Regions from separate parts of the Gossypium hirsutum genome. Here region 2 is linked to region 1. A link is a contact called in public Hi-C data. All regions are on one chromosome and are shown on one strand. The core of a region is the stretch at or near the end of the contact, and the rest is flanking DNA. Distances in the headings are between cores, read along the strand shown.

Region 1 (5,675 bases), core at 2,027-4,526:
TTGGTATCTTCTTTTTAGTTGGTCTAGGAGAACATTTCAGCATGTATAGGCTAATATGTTTTGTTGAAATTTGGTATGTAAACTTTTAGCCATGCGAAAATGGCATAAATGTTCGGTTGGATTTGGTTCTAAAATGTTAGGTCGTAAGTCTTGGAAATTCGATTTTTATGCCATATGTCATGGTTGATTATTTTTGGTGTCAAAATTCATGATATGGCAATAGTGTAGTAGGGAGATGTTTGACAATGATTAGCCCTTGGCATGGCTAGTCATGATCATAATTTGTGATATGTATGATGAATTACTAGTTAGATCAAGGAGAAATCACGAAATAGGCATAGTTGCTTTAGTAACAGATGCTGGCAGCAGCAGTGACGTGAGATTGAAAAATCACTAAAAATAGTAGGAGTGGAATTAATTAATGAATAAATTATGTAATCGAATCTCGATGAGTCTATTTTCATATAGAAGAAACGAAACGACCATATGAGCTGTATGTTAGGAGATAATTAAACTCTTGTGAAACAGGGCCAGAGCGATTTCTGGATTCCCTGTTCCGACTTTGGAAATTCATTATAAATTAACCAGAGATAATTAGAAGTCATGCCATATGTGCATAGATTCCCCTTCGAGTCTAGTTTCTATAGAAACAAACGACATCAGTAATGAAGCCCTGTACAGGGAGATATCCAAGTCGTAATGCGCAAAGGTCAGTGTAGTCGATCCCTGTAACATGGGAGACTTTGACTAATAAACTGTACTAATTGGCCCAACCAAAAATTCTAGAAAAAATATGTGGATGGGCATATGAGTCTAGTTTCAGGGAAAATTTACGGAACTGGATTTCGAGTTTCATAACTCAAGATATGATTTTTAAAGAGACTAGTACGCAGATTGGCAGCTTGTCTGGGAATTTTTTTTAAGTGGTTTGAAGTCTGTTAACACCTCGTGTTCGACTCCGGCGACGGCCTCGGGTTCAGGGTGTTACAGGTATAGCTAGAAATTGGAGAAAACTTTCCTTATTTAAAATGACATATTTTTTTGTACAAAACTTTCCTTATCGAATCAAAGTCTTTCAATGCCATCCAGGTTCCCTTATTTAGAAGATCGCATCATGTTAAGCTAAACTTTATTTGATAAATATTTAGATATAAAAAAAATAATGCTTTTGAATAAAACTTGATAAATTTCAAGTGACAATATGTTTCAAAATATTTCTAAGAGATAAATTTTAAAACCTATCTTTCAAACACTTAGAAAATATTTTCAACTTGTTCAAAATGATAATCAATTTTTTCAAACATTTTTGTTAAGTGTAAAACTACTCCCAATGATTAAAGTATTGATACCTTCTATAGGGTATTAATACCCTAACCCAAGTATCGATACCCTTGTCTCGTATCAATACCAATTTAAGCTTCGAAGTTTACAAAAATTTAGCAAAAATCAAAAGTATCGATACCCGTAACAAAGTTTTGATAGTTTCGATACCTTATCCTTGTATCGACACCATTTTAAGGTTCTATGTTTTAAAAATTAAAGAAAAATTGCCCTAGTACCGATACTCTCCCCAAGTTACTGATACCTCATAGCAAGTATCGATACATTCTTTATTGTATTGATACTATAGGCTTAACGATCATTGAATTTAGGCATTCAAATACCTCCTTCAAATGTATCGATACCTTTTGTTGCAGTAGTCATTAATTCTCTAGTTTTTACACTTCCCATGGCTTAATTCATTTTCCCAACAACCCCAACGGTTGGAAATCAATGAAAGGCTATAAATACCAACTTCTAAAACTTCTAGAATAATAAGAGATATTACAAGAGATCAAGAGCTATCAAGAAACATCAAGAAATTTATTATATCAACTATTTGTGCTTCAATTTTTCATCTTTCTCTTGTAAATACATGTGAGCATTCATTGTATTTTCTTAGCTCAAGTATTTTTATTGTGTGTGTGCTTCATTTGCAAACATTATAATTTTGTTAGGATTATTTCTTTGTTTCCTTATTTGTTTGCTCTTTTGAGAGGGTTTGTGTCTTAAAATTTCAAAATCCTAAGGGAGTTATATGGTTAAACTTTGTCCTCAAAGGTTCATCAAATTAGTGAATTTGGAAAAATTCTTGGTGGTGAAAAGTTAAGGTAGTGGAGTAGGTAGGGCTGAACCATTCTAAAATCGTCGTGTTCATTGTCTCATTTTCTTATCCTTGCTTCCACAAAATTTTTAAAGGTAAATTCACCCCCTCTTAGCTATTTCGGTTGATCGTTTGAGGTAACGTATCATAATGGTAAAAATATACTTTGGTACCCTCCTAAGATGAAAAAAATCTAAATTTAATCCCTTTAAAATTCTAAAATAATACTTTAACCCTTTTAAAATTTTATAATTTAATTCCCCCTCCCAAATATAAACTTCTAGCTTCATCCTTAAGTTTTGGCTAGATTGAAAGTAAATAATATAGACTTAAATTTTGTAAATATAAAAATTATATTGAATAAATATTATGTATATATATAACCATACCAAATTTAAGCCTAAAAATATGTGCTCATGGTCAGTTCAAATAGAAAAAAAGTACTCGAATAGAAGAAGAGCTTAAACTTTTGACTAATTTTATTTTTTTTGACTTTTTTTTTTCAAATTCTTCCATCTTTAGATGAATCTTTGAATTTAAAGATGATTCTTTGAATTTAAACGAATAACTCAAACTTGGAATAAATTTAATACTCGTAGTTATATTTTATTTCTCTCATAACACAGATGTCATAAACAAATATGGAGTCCACGTCATACACTAATAACGCTAAAAAGAAAAAACACCATCCATGCACGTAGCCAATAGGATCATTTGGCCCACCGTTTGGAATATGAAATAAAAGCAAACTTTCTTTTGTTTATCTTTTCTTTTTTCACCCCATAGCTGGTAAAATGAAGCAGTAGATTTGTTTAAAATTTTCTCTACAAACATAACATCAGGACCTGCTTTTGTAATTTTGCGTTGCTTTGTCCTTGGCTTCCCCACCCCCCAAACTAATTTCATCTTCTCGCCATGACTAAAAATATATTTAAAACCGAAATTAAATATCATATGATTTACAAGGAGAACATTTTAATTTTTAGTAAATATGAAGAACTCCAAACCAAACCAAAGGAGGGATTTGGCAGGTTGTTGTTTGTCTTGTAGCAAACAAGCAGGTAGTGCAGTAGTATGCAGTTCTGACGGAGCAGCAAAAATTTGCAGCTTAATAGTCCTCAGTGTCCCACACTAGACTGGGGGCGCAGCTACTGCATAATAATGCCACTAAGTTTCGGTTCATCACATCTCATCTCATCTCACCTTTGTTGCTATTTTATCTTTTACTTAAATGTTACATACAAATCGTACGCTATATAATATATATTATAGATTTATGCAGTGCGGTGTAGGTATCGGAAGAAAAGCATGCATGTGATGGTGGACCCTTTTCCGCAATAAGGCAAAGTCGTTTTCCACAGTAGTCACATTAATCCACATCAAAGTTTGCAGCCAAGCAAAGCCAAAACCAAAAGCAAAGCTAAGCTAAGCTAGAACTGGAAATGATACAGGAAATTTAATGTGTTAATCAATTTTTTTTAAGTTACAATATTTTTTTATTATTTATTTTTAAGATATAGGTAAATTACATGGTAAATCATTATAAATAGTATTATTTTTATTTTGATCGCTCTAAATTTTTTATCAATTTAATTGCTCTAATTAATATTATTGTTTGAATTAATCACTATAGTTAAAAATTCTATTAATCCACTAATAGATTGCCGACATGATATATATATATATATATATATTTTACTTTTGATCAAATTTAATAACCTTTTTGTAATTAGTCTAAAATATTTTTTATTTATTTGCAATATAAGGTTAAAACTTGTAAGTTTTCTCTTTTTTGTTTTCCTTATTGTTTGTTTCATAGGAAAATAATGAAGTGAAAGTTTTTTTTTGGTAAATTAAGGAAAAGAAGTTGACAATCGAGGTTAATTGATGTTAACAGTAAAAACCCAGGTTGATTTGGGACATGGTTTTTAACGTTCAAATTCATCCATAAGGTCCATAAAGATTAACCATATGTTTTTTCTTCAAAAAAAAAAGAGTCGCTCTTTTGCTCGCTTATTTAATTTAATGTACTATTTGCGTTTATTGTTTTGTATTTTTTTTGGGTTGATTATATGTTTAGTCAAATTTTGTTACATGTTAATTTTCAGTGTGCAATGGTGGTTGATTCCATTTTTCTGCATCTATTTGTTTCATTGAAATTGTTTGATATGTTTATGTTTCATCGTTATAGTTTACATTTTTTGTTGTGTTTATTTTCCCTGTTCAATTGGCATGTTAACATATGGCATATCATCATGTCATTATCCACAAGTGTTTTTATGTGTTTAGGTTTTTTATTTCATTTTCTTTTATTATTTTTTTCAGGAAAGAAACAATAAGAGGAAAAAGAGAAAAATTATAAGTTTGAGTCTTATATTACAAACAAACAAATATAAAAAAGTTGTCGAAATCATTTTTATTTTGAAAAATAGAGGTCGACTTTAAAACGAAAATAGAGTCGCCACCAATCCTTTTTGTTTAGGTGTGATCAGGTCACCTTGTGATTGATCATTTTAATAAAATATTTCGGTTTATTAAAACAACGTTTTTGGTCTATGAAAAACTAGAAAACGAATTCGGGACTCAGTTAAGTGCGAGGAAGGATTAGCACCCTCGCAACGTCCAAAATTGGTACTGTATTGATCAATTAACGTCCTAATGTTGAAAATTTGAAAAAGATTTTAAAATACAATTCCTTTAAAACGTTTGGATAACTTGAATTGGATATTGAGATTCTCTTGCTTAGAAGGAATACAATATCATATCTAGCACAATAGGACACAACATTTCAAACCCTCAATATGAGATCATCTTATAATTTCCATAACTCATGCATTTGAAATTTCAAAAGGATATTTGGCTATCTGGTCAAACGGTAAGTCGAAACCCAGCACGATTGGACACGATTTCTCAAATTTCCAAAGACTAAATATTGCCTCATTTTAATTTAAGAAAACATGGACGAAATTTCAAAAGTTATTCAGCTATTCAGTCGAATGAAAAATCGAAACCCAGCACGGTAGGGCACGATTTCTTGAATTTTCAAACACGAAATATTTCCTTATTTTGAGAGGTTTTTTAAAATGAGGATGATTATAAAAGTGATCTAAAGTATATAAAATAGTTTCAGGCAGTATGCCCAGAGGTGGCGAGAAGTCGCTACACAAGTTCAACCGCCGCTGTTGGAAAAAGAGACAACTATACTTTTCATTAATACTTTGAAGGCACCTTTTATTAATCACATGCTGGGAAACACAACTAGGAGTTTCGCAGACATAGTGATGTCTGGTGAGATGATAGAAAATGTGATAAGGTCGGAAAGATAGAGGCTGGGGAAAGTACCAGGAGGTCGGCCTTGAAGAAGAGAGAAGATGAAGTTAGCAATGTGAGCTTGAGTTATGCAAAACCAATTACAGTAAACCAACTGAAGGTAGTGGCCATGGGTCAGCAAGCTTCACCAAGATAGGAGCCCAATACAAAACAAAGCACAGAGAAGCTCCGGTTTACTCCTATTCCAATAACATACCGAGAG
Region 2 (5,675 bases), core at 2,246-4,745, 35 kb before region 1:
GGTGCCAATCATTTCCTCAATGCTTAATAACACACCTAACTCGAATCTAATTAGATTATAGACCATTATTAGTAAGTGTCAATCCAGATTTTAAACTCCCTAGAGGTCGACCCTTCAAACTTCTCGCTGGATGGGCAGAACATCAAGACTTCCAACATAATTAAAAATTCCTAGAAATACGAGAGAGATATGTATAGCCCTCTCAATCAACTTACTGAAAGGCTTAAAGGATGGAACAAAAATGTATACGATCACATTGGATACTGCAAGCAAAAATTGATCAAATCTTTAAACACAATACAAACAAAACTTGAAAGATCCTACTCATATTCTTTAGCCCAGAAGCAAATGAACATCAGAAGAAGAACTTTAAAGTGTTCTTAGCTAGGAGGAGTTATTATGGATGCAAAAATCCAGATGCGATTGGCTCAAACTAAGGGATAGAAACACAAAATTCTTTCATAGCTGCACACTACATAGAAGGAAAGTTAATCATATTAGTGCACTTCGAAACATAAACGGTGAGTGGCTATATGATCCAGAAGATATCCAAGAAGAAACGGTTAATTACTTTCAAAGATTATATGGAGAAAAACCGAATAGATTGGGAAAATTACCCGCAAGTCAATTCCCTCCATTAGAAAATAGTGACATTTATTTTTTACAAAAAGAAGTCACAAATGAGGAAATCAAAATAGCACTCTTTAATATGGCCCCATTAAAACCATTTAGAAGTGATTTCAGAACCATGGGAAAACATAAGGGAAGCAATCAGTTCTTGGGTCAAGGATGTGTTTAAAGGGTGTCCCATTGATTATGAACTCAATAACATACTAATTGTCCTAGTTCCAAAGGTAGCTCAACCAGAAGAAATATCGCAATTTAGACGAATAAGTTTTTGCAATGTTTTTTACAAATTTGTCATGAAAATAATAGCCAATAGGTTCAAAGTAGTCTTTCCTAAAATTATTTCTCAAGAACAAGTTGGGTTCATTATTGGAAGAAACATTACCGATAATATTATCATAGCTCAGGGGGTCATACACTCGATGCGTGCAAAAAATAAGAAGTGGATGGCAGTCAAGATAGACTTAGAAAAAGCTTATGACAGAGTACGTTGGGATTTCATTGATAAATTAATTCAAGTAGCTACAATACCAGACTACCTACGAAGAGTCATTATGTCAGCCATCACAACAACTACTATGCAAGTACTATGGAACGGAGCACCCACTGGAAAATTTAAACCCGTAAGAGGAGTTAGACAAGGGTGCCCTTTATCGCCCTACTTATTTGTCTTATGTATGGAATGGCTAAGACACAGCTTCCACTCCTATATCTCCTCGAAAAACTAGCTCCCTATTAAATTATCTAGATCTAGACCCAATTTATCACATATATTCTTCGCAGATGATTTGGTGATTTTCTCAAAAGTAGATATCAAACAGGGCATGCTACTGAAGAATATCCTTGATTAGTTCTGCAGCTTCTTAGGTCATTGTATCAATACAAGGAAAGCCAACATTTTTTTTCAAAAAGAGTAGTAGAAGAACTAAGTGATAGGCTTAGCAAGATCTTGGGGTATCAAAAAGTACAAACACTAGGTAAATATCCTGGAATTCCATTATTACATAAAAGAATCACTAAATCCATAATTCAATTTGTGATTGAAAAGGTCTGATCAAAACTCTGCAATTGGGATGCAAAGCAACTTTCCATGGCCAGACACTTTACTCTCGTTCAATCAGTACTCTTAACTATCCTCAATTACTTCATGCAATCCATGAAAATACCAAAAGGGGTGTGTGATGAAATTGAAAATTTAGCAAGACAATTCATTTGGGGATCTAATACAGAAGGAAGGAAAGTAGCACTTATGGATTGGCAAACAATATGCCAGCCTCGTACACATGGAGGCTTAGGCTTAAGGCGTTTACATGAACAAAATAAAGCTTTCCTGTTAAAAGTATGAATTAACCTTATATCCAATCAAAATGCACTGGAGACGCGTGTGTTACGGTCAAAATATAGATTGACAGAGGTAATTCTAGAAAGTATAAAAAAAGGGAATAGCTCTGCACTATAGAGAGCACTTGAGCAGATTTGGCCTATGCTGAAAGATAACATCTACTGGTCGGTCAACAACGGAGCAAAAATACACTACCAGAATAATAACTGGGTCCCTACAGTTGGCCGCTAATTAAACAAGTTCAAAATCCAAACAGACCTATAAGTGAATGCTTGCTCTAAGACATGGTTACAACGAAAAGAGTCTGAAATCTTGAAGCCTTTAAGGAAAACCTAACAAAAGAAATAGTGCAGAAAATTATCAATATACCTCCCCCATATCAGTTAGCAGGTCAAGACAAAATTCAACGGAAGCCCGCCTCTAACGGAAATTTTTAGATTAAATCTGCTTACCGAATGATAATGGAATAGGGACAACAGGTGGAAGGAAATTTGGAAATATCTAGGACCCACCAACACATTCGTTTCTTCCTTTGGTTAACATGCAAGTAGCGGCTACTCACCAACCAAGAAAGAGCAAGAAGAGGACTCAGCTACAACAACTCTTGCCTAGTCTACCAACAAAACATTGAAGAAATTACTCATGCTCTCAGAGACTGCCCAATAACAAAAGAAATCTACTTGAACATTGTCCTTCCAAACCAGCAATCACAATTTTTTTCTAGTAATACTTTTGAATAGGTGGAGGAAAATTTAAGGCACAACGAATGGCTGTCCTGGGCTAAAACTGCTTGGTTAACCCACTTTGTACTTGTCGCATGGCGTATATGGAAGAATAGGAACTTATTAGTTTTTCAAGACATAACATGGAGTGTAACAGAGACCATCAAGATCTTTGTTTGCTGGGCACGACAATATAGAAACTCATATGCGAGGGATCAATCCCAAGGATTAAACGAAGAAATCAAGCAGGATTCAAAAGCTGTTGTCGAGTAAAGATAATATTTTAGATTTTATTCTCCTTTAAGCAGGGGCGAAGCCAGGGGGTTGGCATGGGCCGGCCCCCTTAAAATATAAATTTGTTCTTTTGGCCCTTAAAATTTTTTAAAAATTTTAAATTAGCGAAGGTAAAATTACACTTTGGCCCCCCTAAAATTATAAAAATTTGATTTAATCATTTACAAATTATAAAAATATAAACTATAAAAAATTAAAATTTTATCCTGCCCCCTAAATATTTATTCTGGCTTCGCCCCTGCGTTTAAGTTAGTTTATTTTTCAGGAAAAAAATGTACTCGAATTCACATCCTTCTACATTGATAATAATACTTATACCAATTAAATTATAAATCAATCCACAAGCATAGGATAATCTCAAAGTTATCATGATCTCTTACTTACCATTAAGATAAAATCTAATTTAAATAAGTATCATATTCAAATTTTAATATTGTACAAATATGCAAATATCTGACGGTTCGGTAAACAACTAAAAAATATAATTTGCAATTTACCCAACCTTGCTGTGTACCGAACTCCAGTCAAATTCTAACCCAAATATCATCTATCTTTGTTTATATTGAAACCCAAAGAAACCAGTTAAGGCAGCTGGGTTCTGAATTTGATAACTTCCCATTATTCTCTCTCTCGCTTGAAAAAAAACAAGAAAAGAAAAAAAACTATTTCTTTTGGCTTTTCTTGATGAACAGTCATAGACTATTTGTATTTTGATTGAGTAAAAATGTAGAGAAAAACAAGGAGAGATTGAAGAACACGACAGGTTTGTAATTTCTTCTCTTGTAGGTTTGGGTTTTGGAGGGTGTTTTGGTTTTCTTGGAAGCTTGGCTTGTTTGGTTTTTGTAGCTTCCATTTCTTCTTGTTTTTGGATGGGAACTGTGTTGAAGAAGGAGAAGAAATATGATGGGGAAGTAATTGAGAGAGGACAATGGTCGTTGTTATACAGTTGTAAACTATCATATTACACCCTTGTACAAGAATTTTTTGTTTCTCTTTTTGCATGTCAGAAAGTCCGGCAATATCCATAACAAACATCCTTTGGTCACCTTAAGAAGAAGAGATCTGTTTTTTAAAGAGTGTTGTTTTCATCAATAATCATGAAAAGAGTTGGCAGCTCACATTCCTTGGGTGCTATGATGTCCATCTGCCCAATCTCAGGTCCGATTACACTCATAATACCCTGTTTTAGTATCTTAATTATGTATGTACTTAGGTTTGTTTTGTTACAGATGACAACCAGATTTACAGTAGAGAGTTTCAGTCGATTTTAGATGGATTAGATGAAGAAGAGGGCGTGGAAGAATCAGGGTATGTTGCAGAAAAGAAGAGGCGATTGAATGTAGATCAAGTGAAGGCGTTGGAGAAGGATTTCGAGGTGGAAAACAAACTTGATCCTGGAAGAAAATTGAAACTAGCTCAACAACTTGGCTTGCGACCTCGACAAGTTGCTGTCTGGTTCCAAAACCGCCGTGCTAGGTGGAAGACCAAACAACTGGAGAAGGATTATGGGCTTCTCAAAAACAGATATGAAACTCTTAAGCTCAATTATGATAACCTCCAGCATGATAATCAAGTTCTTCTTAAACAGGTAATAAGCTTATTTCATGGATTTGAACTTGGGATGATTAGAGTTTTTTTTTTTTTCATTTTTTCCGGTTGATGATGCAGATAGAGGAGGTGAAGGCAAAGCTGAATGGAAAGGACAATGTTTCAGTGAAGGAGGAGGTGAATGTGACTAAAACTGCTAATAGAACACTAGAACAAAGTGAAGCACCAGTAGAAGTGAAGTATGAGAGCTTGAAGAACAACCTTTTCCTAGACTTAAAAGACGGTTCATCAGATAGTGACTCTAGCGCTGTGTTGAATGAAGACAACAACAACGGCTCGAACTACGTGGGTGTATCTTCATCTGGGGTTCTACAAAGCCAACATGTTTGGATGTCACCGACAACAGCCCCTTCACACAATTTCAACTCCTCTTCATCTTCTTCTATGAAGTGCTTCCAACCCCAGCAATTTGTGAAGATGGAAGAAAAAAATTTCTTCAGTGCAGATGAAGCTTGCAAGTTCTTCTCAGATGAAGAAGCTCCAAGTCTTCATTGGTATTGTCCTGAACACTGGAACTAAAATCAACATGCATGTAATACGGGATCTAACCAAAAATGCAAAAACAAATAAAAGTACCAAAATGGTTGGGAGAAGGCTTCAAGTGGGGTGGTAGGAGGCTATGGCGATAGGTTACGCCAAAATGAGGAGGTGGGTACGGGCATCTTGATTAGGTCCTCAGTTCCCTCAAATGGAGCGAACCAAAAATCAAAAATCAAAATTATCATCATCATCATCATAGTTATTATCAATTATCATTTTCCTGGGTTTCTTTTGTAGTTTCTTTATGCAGAAAAAATTTAATCAGTTATTCCAAATTCAGAGTTAATAGATTATTTTAATTTAAGATTTCTGTGTTTATTTTTAAACAAATTTAGCTCTATTTGTTCTTGAAAGTTGGAAAACTTTGGCCGGACCTTGGTATTTTTTCAACTTTCATTCTGATAAAATGGGGTAAAATTTTGCTATTACAACTGTAATTTGTCTATTTTAATTTGATTAATTTTAATTTGTTTAATTTTTTATTTTAATCTTGACTAAATAATAGTAGTTAAATTTATTTGATTAAATTATGCTATTAGCCT

What was found. A called contact is a pair of places that touch in the nucleus more often than the background predicts.
Region 2: a contact with region 1 is called in a Hi-C map of leaf, with 1.5 times the contacts expected there. The contact joins the promoter of LOC121210147 here to the enhancer-like site in region 1. A contact is called at or near these places in 3 of 34 Hi-C or Micro-C datasets (callus and leaf).

Annotation. Positions count from the first base shown.
Region 1 is chrA11:51,045,087-51,050,761 of Gossypium_hirsutum_v2.1, reverse strand. No RefSeq gene overlaps it. Among protein-coding and RNA genes, the nearest start is that of LOC121210379, 17 kb to the right of the region's middle. Within about 2 kb of position 3,276, at least 3 of the 9 cell types and tissues checked have an H3K27ac peak or open chromatin away from gene starts, as enhancers often do. A contact at or near this core is called in leaf, where this site is marked.
Region 2 is chrA11:51,079,970-51,085,644 of Gossypium_hirsutum_v2.1, reverse strand. It overlaps LOC121210147 (homeobox-leucine zipper protein ATHB-6), which reads left to right and starts at 3,495. Exons shown (of 3, transcript XM_041082322.1): 1 at 3,495-4,143; 2 at 4,215-4,573; 3 at 4,654-5,437. The coding sequence starts at 4,083. The coding sequence ends at 5,112.